3 separate regions of the Mus musculus genome follow, and all the other regions are linked to region 2. A link is a contact called in public promoter capture Hi-C data. All regions are on one chromosome and are shown on one strand. The core of a region is the stretch at or near the end of the contact, and the rest is flanking DNA. Distances in the headings are between cores, read along the strand shown.

Region 1 (3,605 bases), core at 962-3,461, 450 kb before region 2:
GTTACATCAGCCCTCTACAGGGATAGGGGGTGCAGGGGCCCTTCAGACACTTACCCAATGATATATATGTCCAGATTCAGGTCTTGGTTGTTCAGTTGAAGTAGGTCACTGAGGTCTACAGTGGGGGCTGCGGAGGCCACATTCCACGTCACAACATGTACGCTGTGGAAAGGATGTTAAGTCACAGGGGATGGAGGCTAAGATTTTTCCAGATAGCAGGCAAAGACCTAGGTATGTGCAAGGCTTCCGCTGCAGTGATCATGGGAAATGTGTCTGCATGTTTGTTTGTTTGGTGCTTTTGAGGCTGTGTCTCACTATGCAGCCCTGGCTGGCCTCAACTCCTTACGGAGATCAGCCTTCTTCTGCCTCCTAAATTCTGAGATTAACGTTGTTAATCTCACTATGCCCAGCTTGCTTCTGCATCGTGTGGTAGGAAAGAGGAAAAGGAGCAGTGGATTACCCAGCTTTCACCTTCCCTTTCATGCCTGGAAAGCAGGAATCTCTTCCCTCCCTCCAACTGGCTCTTCTAGGCAGGTTTACAGTCGCCCATAGCTGGCAGTACCTGGCACAGAGCTGCCAAAGGGAGCTCAAATGCCATTGGCCAGAAGGAAAGAATGATTGCGTTTGAGAGACAGGAACCTATTAGCCCCTCCAGCTACAGAAACCTCACTCATCCTCTGTGGCCCAGTCAGCAACTCTGCATGCTTACTCCTCAACCTATGGGTTCCCAAGAGCACCGAGAGGGAATTGGAGGTTGACTGAGCATGGCCATGTGCTTCAGAGCTACGAGAACAGAAACTCAGAAAGAGAGAGGCTGACAGCGTATTCCCTTCCCCTCTCCTACCTTGCAGATCCTTGGCACACAACAAATCCTGCCAAGGCCTTCACGTAGCCTAGGGACAAGTTTCTGAGTAACAGGTTTCTTATTATCTGTCTCACGAGTCTACTCTCTCTTGGGACAAGTCGCCAGTTGGTACATAACATTCCAACCTCCGCTCTCCACAAGTCTCAGTATCAGGAGAAATAATCAACAGCTCTTAAATACCACCACATCCATCACAAGTTCAGAAAAGCGAAGACTTAGGGAGACCTTCAGTGAGGGTGTTGCTATAGCAACACTCCAAGAAGCCCAGACTGTCTCCAGGACAGAGCAAGCAGGAGCTCAGACTCTACAGATGAAACCTGAGTTCCAAGAATACCGAGGCACTGAAGCACAAGATCCCGCAGAGCCACCCAAAAAGGGGAGGGGGGCATTTCCTTCTCCACCAGAGCCTGTTCTTAAAGTGTGACTTGTAAACAAAACAAAACAAAAAAATTCCTGGTTAGCTTCAAGCAGCTCCCTGCCTCTCCCTATGAATATAAACAAAATAATACAAAAACCTTCCTCTCAAGTCCTCTGAGAGACTGTCATTTTGTCTGTTTACAGTCTCCCCCTGCTGTCCGGCAGGTAACCGGTTTCTTTACTCAGTGGCTCCTTGTATTCCCACTCTAAGTGGATAAAAAATAAAACTCGGGATTTGGCATCCCAATCCTCAACTTTGATGATTAGTAACAAATCCATGCACCGCGAATTACGCTCAATTGGACGATTAGCAGTGTTCCTCGTGATTTAAGAGCGGGCATGAGACCAGGCTTTACCTCGCTAAAGGATCTTATCTAAATCTGATTTCGGATTTCTAGAGATCACAGCCCGATCAAGAAGACCCCATGATGTACTGCTGAAAAACAGGAACAAAACTTCTAATCTACAACTGTAGGGGCAAATGTTGGTCCTTAGCAATCTAACCCTGTCTGCTCCAAGAATCAACTGGACACTTGCTTGGGGAGCATCTGCAGTGACCAACTCGGCAGCCAAAGTTTAGAGCGTGCATCAATCCTAACATAGCCCTTTCAGTACTGGCCTGACAGAATTCGGGTATCTAAACTAGGGCAGCCTTGATCCTACTGTGGTTTTGAAATCCAGCCCCACAAATCAGACTGGGCTGAAGACAGCTAACCGCCAGGAACCGACCGGCCTACACCTGCGTCCTCACCTGAGTGCAAAGCCTTTCGGTGCGCTCGGCCTCCTTAGACTCACAGCCGACATTATTCCCTCGCGGTAACCCGGTGTGTTCCTGTCTCCGTGCTGCATCTAGTGCGAGCCGGAGCAGCCCTTGGTCTCCGGTCTCAGCAGCACTGCTCCCTCCGGATTGTTTTTCTTCCGGATTCGGACTGCGCTTCGGCTTCCGTAGGAGGTGGATCCAGAGTGTCTAGGGTTTTGGGGTGCGGTTGGAGGACAGAGGCGGGGCTTTACAGCAGAGCGAACCGCCCAGAGGCGGAGCTGAGCCAGGCTCAGAGAGGCGGGCTCTACATGTCATCCACTCCCGACGCCATACCGCCGGCCCGGACGCGGGAGTGGGCGGTGGCGGGGCCACCTAGGCTCCGCATTCCCAGCCTGCTTTGCGCAAGGGCGCGGGCGTGAGGAGCGTTGAGGGCGGAAGTTGCTGCGGCTCGAGGACTCGGGCTGCTTCGTGATCGTCCCGCAGCGTACGGTCTTCGCTGTCGCCTGCCCACCCTCAGAAACCGGGAGTGGACAGGATGGGGAGCCTCACTGTAGTCTGTTCGGCCTCTCTCGCCCACACTATAAGTAATTTCTCATGTTCCTTGGCGCCCTCATAGGGGTCAGAGAACACTTCCATTCATTTAAGTGACTTGGTGATCGTCATTTAAAAAAATTTTTTTTTCCATCTGAGACAGTCTTGCTAGTAAGTACTGGGGCTTGTTATACAGACCAAGTTGATTTTCCGACCTCAGCTGAGATTACACCACCACGCCCAACTTGAAACTAGTTTTGCTGAATACAAAGCAAAATAATTTAGGATCCCCGAGAGCTATCAGTGAATGAAAAACAAGCCGTTGCTATTTGGTGTATATTCATGGTGACTGTTTACTTTGCCAGACACTTCGATTTATTATTTCCTTTAGATCTCTGGGTCTTAATTTTTGAGGGGTAGGGGGGATAGTGCATGGGGTTGTTTTTACAGTTATGACTTCCCCCAGGGAAATGGGAGTGTTGTTTTAGCACACTGTAGTACCAGCTACCCAGTGATGCCTCAAGAACCCACAAAAGCTCCACTACCTGAAATACATGTTCTGGAACCCGGTGTAGTGATGTTATTTCCAAAACTCACCGAGATTGGTTACTCCAAGTTTGAGTCCAGTTTGGGCTACCTTAAAGTTTCAGGGCATTCGAACTGTGCTGTGATTCATTCTCAAAATGGAAGGGAAGGGGACAACTTCTACCAAGTCTAACTAACCACCTGAGCTTTACCCCTGGATGGAAGACAAGAATCACAGTTGTAGCCATAAACACAGTAATAAAGCTGAAAGTACTGGAGAGGGCTCACAAGTTAAGAGCACTTACAGACCACTGAAGTTGGGTTTGATTCCCTTCACCCACACGGTGGCCCATAATCATTCTAATTCCAGTTGCCCTTTCCCCTCTCTGGGTACTAAGCATGCCAGTGGTGCACATTAACCTCGTCCACTTGCAGTGAAATTAACAAACCTGGTCTAGTATTCTCATTAGGCCAAGCTAGCCTCAAACACAGAAAGATCCACCTGCC
Region 2 (3,845 bases), core at 296-2,795:
TGTCCCCAGAAGTTGGCTTATGGAGTGAAGGGCTGATGACATGCCCCTTGCTGTGTTTGATTCCATTAAGGTGGATTTTTTTTTCTTTTGCATGTGTGTTAGTTTGTGTGAAGCTTTGGTGTCCACCCCCCCCCCCTTCTCTTTTCCCCTGAAGCAATCCACCTGTCTGGATCTCGTCAGTGCTGGAGTACAAGTGTATATCATATACCACACACACAAATTTTGCCTCTTACTTTAGAAGGTTGTGAGCTACTATGTGGGTGTTGGGAATTGAACTTGAATCCTCTGCAAGAGTAGCCAGCTCCCTCAACCACTAAGCTGTGTGTCCAGCTCCACTTTTGCTTTTAATGCAATGGTTTTGGGAGTTAAGGTCAAGTCCTAGGCTTACAGGGCAATCAGAGTTACCTTCCCAACAGTATATAGTTGGATCAGTGCAATCTGTTGACAAGTGGACATACTGAGATACTGAGACACCGTTATGTTCTTCAGTGTGGTACCCCAGAGAGAGGTGACCTTCATGTCACATCTTAACTGACTTATCTCCCTAGGTGGGTGCAGGTGGCATGTCCACGCCTCTCCATTGACTGGGGTTCAGCCTTTCCCAAGCCACTGCTGACACCGTACGAGGTAACAGCCACATTTTGAAAATCTTTGTATTTCCTGTTGAGGGAGGGTTGTGAGATGGCTGGCATGGGTAAGCAGCACGTAGGGTTGCAGGTTCTGAGATCGAGCCACCATCTTGCTGTGTAGTTTTTGTTTATATTTAAGAGTTGCTGGGAGATGTGAGCCAACACACCTGACTCGCTGTGTAGCTGCGACTCTCTTCACTTCACTCTTCCTTTCTGAAGGATGATAATACACTCCCTTCATAGACCCTGGTCAAATTTGCTAATGCAGGGACAAAAAAAGAAAGAAAGAGAGAGAGAGAGAGAGAGAGAGAGAGAGAGAGAGAGAGAGAGAGAGAGAGAGAGAGAGAGGAAGGAAGGAAGGGAGAAAGAAGAAAGAGAGAGAAAGAATATCATTGTCTTTTCTCCCCTAGGCAGCTGTGGCCCTGAAGGACATTTCTTGGCAGCAACCCTACCCCATGGACTTCTACTCTGGCAGCTCCTTAGGGCCATGGACAGTGAACTACGGTCGGGACCGAGCACCTCGGGGTCTCTGCCAGCCTGCATCTGACAAGGTAGCCCACTTTAAGCAGGGCTGAGAGGCAGCCTACAGGCGTGACGTGGTCCACCGCCGCCGCCCTGAGGACAGCGGGGGAAATGCAAGGGAGCCGGGTGGAGGTTGCAGTAGAGAGACTTGAATCTATCTGCTACCTCAGGTGCAGCAAGGGTCCAGAGGCGGCTCTCCAGCCCCAGCCTGTGAGAGTTGCAACTGCGCAGACCAGAAGGCTACTTCGCCGGCTCCCTGAGAGGGCCAGAGCAGCAGGTATTTGCAGCCACGCCCCACCTTTTTGTTTTAGGAGAGCCCCGCCTTAGGGGTGTTCCCCGCACGGGCCCTGCCCCCTTGCCGGTTCTACTTCCGCCTGGGAAGGCCTGCTTCCGGTCGGTCTGCAGTATGGCGGCACGGCAGACCCTGCGAGTGCTGTGTCTAGCCGGCTTCCGGCAGAGCGAGCGGGGCTTCCGTGAGAAGACCGGAGCGCTGAGGAAGACGCTGCGGGGTCGGGCAGAGCTTGTGTGCCTCAGCGGACCTCACCCGGTCCCCGAGGCAGCGGCTCCCGAGGGTTCGTGTCCAGACTCGGGTGAGACTTGCTGGACCCCTTCGCACACCTGGACCTCAGTTCTCACCTAGCGCCTTTAACTCCGGCTCTAGTCTGAGCTCCCAGGTTTCCTCCTTTATCTGTGTCCAGGCCATTCCAGGTCCCTCCCGCCCCCCAAGTCCCCTGGCTGCACTTTCCCAAGCTCTGCCTTTTTCTTCTCACCATCTCTAACCCTGGGCCTGTGCTCTTCTCCCATCTGCTTCTAGGGCCCTGTTCTCCGGAGGAGCAGCCTCGAGGCTGGTGGTTTTCTGAGGAGGAAGCCGATGTTTTCTCTGCTCTGGAAGAGTCCACAGTGTGCAGGGGTCTGCAGGAGGCCCTGGAAACGGTGGCACGGGCCCTTGACACGCTGGGGCCGTTTGATGGACTTCTTGGCTTCAGCCAGGGGGCTGCACTAGCAGCTTATGTGTGTGCCCTGGGCCAGGCAGGCGATCCTCGCTTCCCCTTGCCAAGATTTATTATACTTGTGTCGGGGTTCTGTCCCCGAGGCCTTAAGGAACCTATCTTGCAGAGCCCCATGTCACTGCCTTCACTTCATGTTTTTGGGGATACTGATCGAGTCATCCCTTCTCAGGAGAGTATGCAATTGGCTAGCCGATTCCTTGGAGCCGTCACCCTCACCCACTCCGGTGGTCACTTCATTCCAGCAGCTGCATCTCAGCGTCAGGCCTACCTTAAGTTCTTGGACCAGTTTGCAGAATGAAGGATGGACAAATGTCTCCGCACTGCTCCCACTTTGTCCAGCAGCTCTCCCCTGTCTCCTCACCATGGCTAGTTAAGACAACTGTCAGTTCTCAGGACACACATAAGCCCAGAGAGCCTGTGAGAAGACAGGGGTGGGCAGGCAGGGGCTGGCACCCCTGTGACTGACAGACAATAAAGCGATGCTTTAGATGTTGAATGCCTTTCTCCTGCTGCCCCGATCCTGGGGCAGCACCAAACCAAACCCAAGGACACATTTTTGGTGGAAGTCATTTATTGTTTTGTATCTTTAAATTCGGCTTATTGTGTGTATGGGTGCAGACTTGTGGAGATCAGAGGATAAGTGCGGGGAGTTGATTCAACCATGTGGGTTCTTTCTGAGCTCTGATCATTTGACTTGGCAAGTCATGCCTCTACCTGCTGAGCCATGTCACCATCCTTTTGTGGAAGTTTAAGTCCCAGACTGAAGAAGCTAGATATCTTGGTCACTTAGAATCAGAAAGTTTTACGTTTGAGGAGTTTGGGGAAAGAAAACACTTGGCAAGGCTCTGCTTGGCTCCATCTGCTTTTAGGTTTCCTACATCCTGGTCCCTGGCTTGGCCATTGCTTTCTCTTCCATAACTGTTCCATCCCCCTCTGAACTCTGAGCTTGAAGACTTGGGTAGTACCATATGTTGGGTAGAGGCCAAAGACAGCACAGAGTAACCTGCCTTTTCCTAATGAAGCCATCTTCAGGGTTTCTGAGATTACTGCTATTCATAATTGATGATGCTAATTATTGATATGTTGAGAAAGCCAAAGCTTAAGTAGCCTGCTCAGCTTAACTTCTTGCCATTTTTCTTCTCACTTCCAGTGCCCAATCTTGCCACACACATAGGCACGCTGCTTTCTGACTTCTGCCTCTGAAAGACAGTTTTTCCAAGATATCACAAGGTACTTACCTAGTCCCACACCACAATATCTTCTAGGGAGCTTAGTCACTGAGCAGGAGTTGGAGTTGGCCAGTTACTCCCAAGTCATTCTTATACCCAGAGTTATATGTTCTTGACACACAAGTGTTTCAAGGTATACATCAGAGAAATGGTTCTGTGGTTAAGGACATGGGCTGCTTTTTCAAAGGACCCAGGTTCGGGCTCCAGCATCCACAATGTAGCTCACAAACATCTATAGCTCTTAGTTCCAGAGGCTCTAGTCCCAGGTCCCAGGGTTGTACATGATATGTGTTTAAAAAGTCAATGACCCAATGGCCATGGTGGTACATGCAGGCAGAGGTAGAGGACAGTCTAGTCTAAAAACAACCAGTTAGTGGTGGCACGTGCCTTTCATCCCAGCACTGGCAGAGACAGGCAGATCTGAGACTGAGCTTATCCTAGTCTACAGATGGAGT
Region 3 (3,521 bases), core at 880-3,379, 480 kb before region 2:
GGAGTCCTCACAGGTGGGCCATGTTAAGATAGTTAAAGGAATACTTCAGGATGGGAACTGAGCTCAGGAGCTGAGGGTCCTGGTTGGTGGACAGAACTCAGAGTTCAACTAATGAGAACTGAGGTGACCATAGGTGAACAACCATGGGATTCCTCTCAGTAGTGACCAGTGAGTCACCCAGGGGTCAGGGAATCATTTCAAAGTGGGGTTTGGATGGGGTCATCTTGCAAGAGGACAGGGTAGGTCACTCCTGGAAAGGCAAGGGAATCACTTACAAATGAGGTGGTACTTCATAGAAACTGACACCACGGTAGCGTTCCATATGCTGCCGGCTGTAGATCTGTAGGTCTCGGTAGGGATTGACAGAGACTAGGACAGGACCGATGTAGGTCTGGGGGTTGGGGGGGTGGGGGAGAAGGGTCAGAGGCTTTTCCTGAAGGTTCCTGCTGCCACCTTCCCCTAGGTCCTTGGGCCCAGCCGTGCTCATGGCACTCACATAAATGAGGTTCTCCCGGAACCGCCGCCGGAGGTTCTCAATGAAGGCAGCCTCACTGGTGAAATTCTCCAGCAGGACAAAGTCCTGCACCCCTACCCGGTCTCGGGCAGTCAAGGCGCTCTCCATGGTCACTCGAACCCCGTCACTGCCCAGGGCCTGTGAGGAACCAGCCACAAGACGCTGTCAGAGTCTGCAGGTTAAAGTCTCGTTTCCTACCCTGCCTGCAGGATGTAGAAGGCAGGGACACTTTGGACACAGGCTACAGAACATGTTCCGGACATATGGCTGGGTTGCAGGATGCTGGAATGCAGATAAGAGACCCTATGGGACATATGGACCATGCACACAGCCCATAGGAGCACAAAGGGCCCAGCAGACACTGAACGACTGCATGGAATCCAGGGCAGCGGCATTTTGAGTTGAGGAAGGTGGGACATGACAAGGAGCTCCTAGGAACGGCAGAAAGAATGCTGGTGTTGACCTTGGACAAACCTCCTCCTTTCTCAGGACTGCTTCCTCTTCAGAGAACAGGAGTGGGTTAGTTCAGGTGACCTCAAATCCCAGCTACGTGTTACAGGTGCTTTGGAGGACAAACGGTTCAGAGGGAATTCTGCAGACAGGGAGGGGCCATCTCTCCAACTCCCATCCACCCCAAATTCCCAGAAGTAGAAGTTGTTTAGGGATCAAGCCAGAGCTCACGTCCTAGGAGAGGGTTTCCCCATGGGCCACCACCTCAGCTGGACTTGATGCCCACCCCAGAAGCGGGTGGCCTGCCCTCCCTCAACTGGAGCCACTCCCTCCTCTCCAGCTGCTAGGCTTCCCCCCCCGCCCCCCCTCCTCCCGCAGCTCCTCCACCGTTGAGAAGCCTCAGGAGGTGGAGGGTTCTCCCAGGGGAAACCCAGCTGCCACCCAAGGGTGGGGCAGGTACAGGCTTAGCTAGACCCTCAAGCCGCGTCTTAAGCAGAGCTTTCCTTTCAAAGAGGGCCTGCAGATCTAGAAAATGCTGGGGTAGGGGGGTGTCAAGGAAGAGGAAGGTACTGGGAGCCGCTGTAAATTCCAGGGAGGTCACCAAGTCTCCCCTGACCCTGGTTTCTAGCCCTAGTTGCTCAGTTCTCTGCTTCTCCGTCACCCCTCAAGTCCAGGGCCTGTCTCCCTCAGACCTGCCCACCCCTGACCCACCCAGCCCGAAGCTGCTGCCAAACACCACCGCAGCCAACGCCCCCTGGTCCTCAAGTGGGAGGGGTCTTAGCCATCACCAGGGGCGACCACATGGTCCTGGGTTCGAGCGTTCTGCAGCCCTCTCCGCCTCGGCCTCCTGTTCTAGCAACTTTCAGGGACATCTTCCACCGAAATTCCTGGGCCGCGCCCGCTTCAAGGCCGGCCCTGGAGCGCCGCGGGCCACCGAGAGATACCCTGGACCCCAAACCTGCCCGCGCCCATGCTCACCGATGCCCGGTAGCGCATCCTGCCGGACCCGGCGCCCCGCTCCGCTGCCCGCGCCTCTTGGTCTGTACTCGGCCGCGGCGTAACCGAGGGAGGGGCCAGCCCGCCCCCTGCACCGCCCCTTGCAGGCCCCTTGGCTCAGGGGGCTCGGAGTCCCGACCCTAGGACCCACTGCAGCCGGCCTGGCCGGGCTGGGTGGGAGGGGGTTCGGGACCTAAGAGGGGGCGCGCGAGGGGCGGGGCCTCCTGCGTGCCGCGGGCTCCGCCTGAGTCAGGTTTTCCAGGAGGAACGTCGTTAGTTCCAGGGTGGGGCCCGGAACCCGCGCGGCCGCCGCGTCTACACAGCTCCGGAACTCACTTCCGGGCTCGTGTCTACAGCACGGGGCTGGACACCCCGCGCGAGACGAGGGCTGAAGCCCGTGGGTCACCGGGGAAGCAGGATTTCTCTCCCCACCCCCAACCTCGAGTCCCGGGAAAGTTAAAAATAGAACGAAATGTCCAAATACGGCCGGCGCCCCGGGACAGGCGGAGCCTCTGTACGGGACACTGTCCACCCCCATACACACTCCCAAAGGACTGGCTCCATTCTTTAAATCCTTAGAAAAGAAATTGTTTGAGACAGGGTCTCTTTACGGAGCCCAATCTGGCCTGGAACTCAAGATGCCTCCTGCCTCAGCCTCCTGAGTACTAAGATTACAAACTTGTGCCAAGAGAGCCAGAAGAGAAACATCTCTTGAAAGATCTCTTCCCTAGCTAAGAAACAAATCCTAGGGTCAGAGCAGGGTGCCCTTTTTGACCCAGCATGACCCCTAAAGAAGCCTGTTTGCCGAGTAGGCAGCACCCTTCTGACTTTCCTACGTGTGCAGCCAATAACCTTATGTTCCAGCCTGAATATCCTCCGGACTCAGTGCCCTGCCCCATGGGCTCCTCTCCTCTCTTCCCTTCTTTCTCTTCCCTCTGGATCTCCGCTCTTCCCTGAACACAGGCCATCAGCTGTCTTCCTTGTCTGTCCAGCACCCTCGCTGGTTCTCTGACGACATCAGCCCTTTTTAGGCCCGAGAAGAGTGTGTGAGAGGAGTGGAGTGGACTTTGGGTCAGTTGCCACCTCTTGTGGCATATGGATGTCTACGGTAAAACAAAACAACAACAACAAAACCAGCCTGGCCTTTGCTTACTAGCAGGATGATGATCATGAGTAAGTGCCTTAAGAGGCCGATTGGCTGATACTTGCCAGAATTGTTGGGTTGCCTGAAATGAAGCACTGACCAAGCCATCAACACCACTACTACCCTCTTCCTCTTTCATTCTACACGCACTGAGGGACTTGGGGGAGAGTCCAATCTTCTTGTCTAGTGAAGAAAGCGTCCGCCCCTATATCTACCATTTGCAAAGGGTTCTCAAGTGCCTTATCTATTCCTCGCCCTTTGTAAGGAACCTGAAGCATATACCGAGGGTATACACTTGGTCTAGGGAGGATAGGGGGAGTAAGAACCCAAAGCACCAAAGCGCCCCACCCCTTGGACGGGGACTCCCTGGGGAGGAGGTGAGTCTGCGACAGGTGCTGCCTTGCGGCCTCAAGGGGA

What was found. Promoter capture Hi-C pulls out the DNA fragments that hold promoters and counts their contacts.
Region 1: a contact with region 2 is called in a promoter capture Hi-C map of pre-B cells, with 3 times the contacts expected there. The contact joins the promoter of Inpp5k here to the promoter of Ovca2 in region 2. A contact is called at or near these places in 11 of 39 promoter capture datasets (the 3T3-L1 cell line, 3T3-L1-derived adipocytes, the C10 cell line and 6 more), 1 of 484 Hi-C or Micro-C datasets (CD8 T cells) and 9 of 115 datasets of contacts at active chromatin or transcription factors (double positive thymocytes, effector CD8 T cells, embryonic midbrain and 5 more).
Region 3: a promoter capture Hi-C map of liver shows a contact between it and region 2, with 3 times the contacts expected there. The contact joins the promoter of Myo1c here to the promoter of Ovca2 in region 2. A contact is called at or near these places in 4 of 39 promoter capture datasets (the C10 cell line, hippocampal neurons, liver and 1 more), 4 of 484 Hi-C or Micro-C datasets (embryonic stem cells and pro-B cells), 5 of 115 datasets of contacts at active chromatin or transcription factors (embryonic midbrain, extraembryonic endoderm stem cells, large pre-B cells and 2 more) and 1 of 9 other capture datasets (pancreatic islet).

Annotation. Positions count from the first base shown.
Region 1 is chr11:75,629,626-75,633,230 of GRCm38.p6, reverse strand. It overlaps Inpp5k (inositol polyphosphate 5-phosphatase K), which reads right to left and starts at 2,211. Exons shown (of 12, transcript NM_008916.2): 1 at 2,034-2,211; 2 at 55-162. The coding sequence starts at 2,131.
Region 2 is chr11:75,176,508-75,180,352 of GRCm38.p6, reverse strand. Ovca2 (candidate tumor suppressor in ovarian cancer 2) reads left to right here and starts at 1,545. Exons shown (of 2, transcript NM_027136.3): 1 at 1,545-1,741; 2 at 1,966-3,845. The coding sequence starts at 1,558. The coding sequence ends at 2,459. Dph1 (diphthamide biosynthesis 1) reads left to right here. Exons shown (of 13, transcript NM_144491.2): 10 at 549-627; 11 at 1,040-1,180; 12 at 1,322-1,428; 13 at 1,966-2,710. The coding sequence ends at 1,411.
Region 3 is chr11:75,654,623-75,658,143 of GRCm38.p6, reverse strand. It overlaps Myo1c (myosin IC), which reads right to left and starts at 2,129. Exons shown (of 32, transcript NM_001080775.1): 1 at 1,943-2,129; 2 at 497-652; 3 at 276-391. The coding sequence starts at 1,960.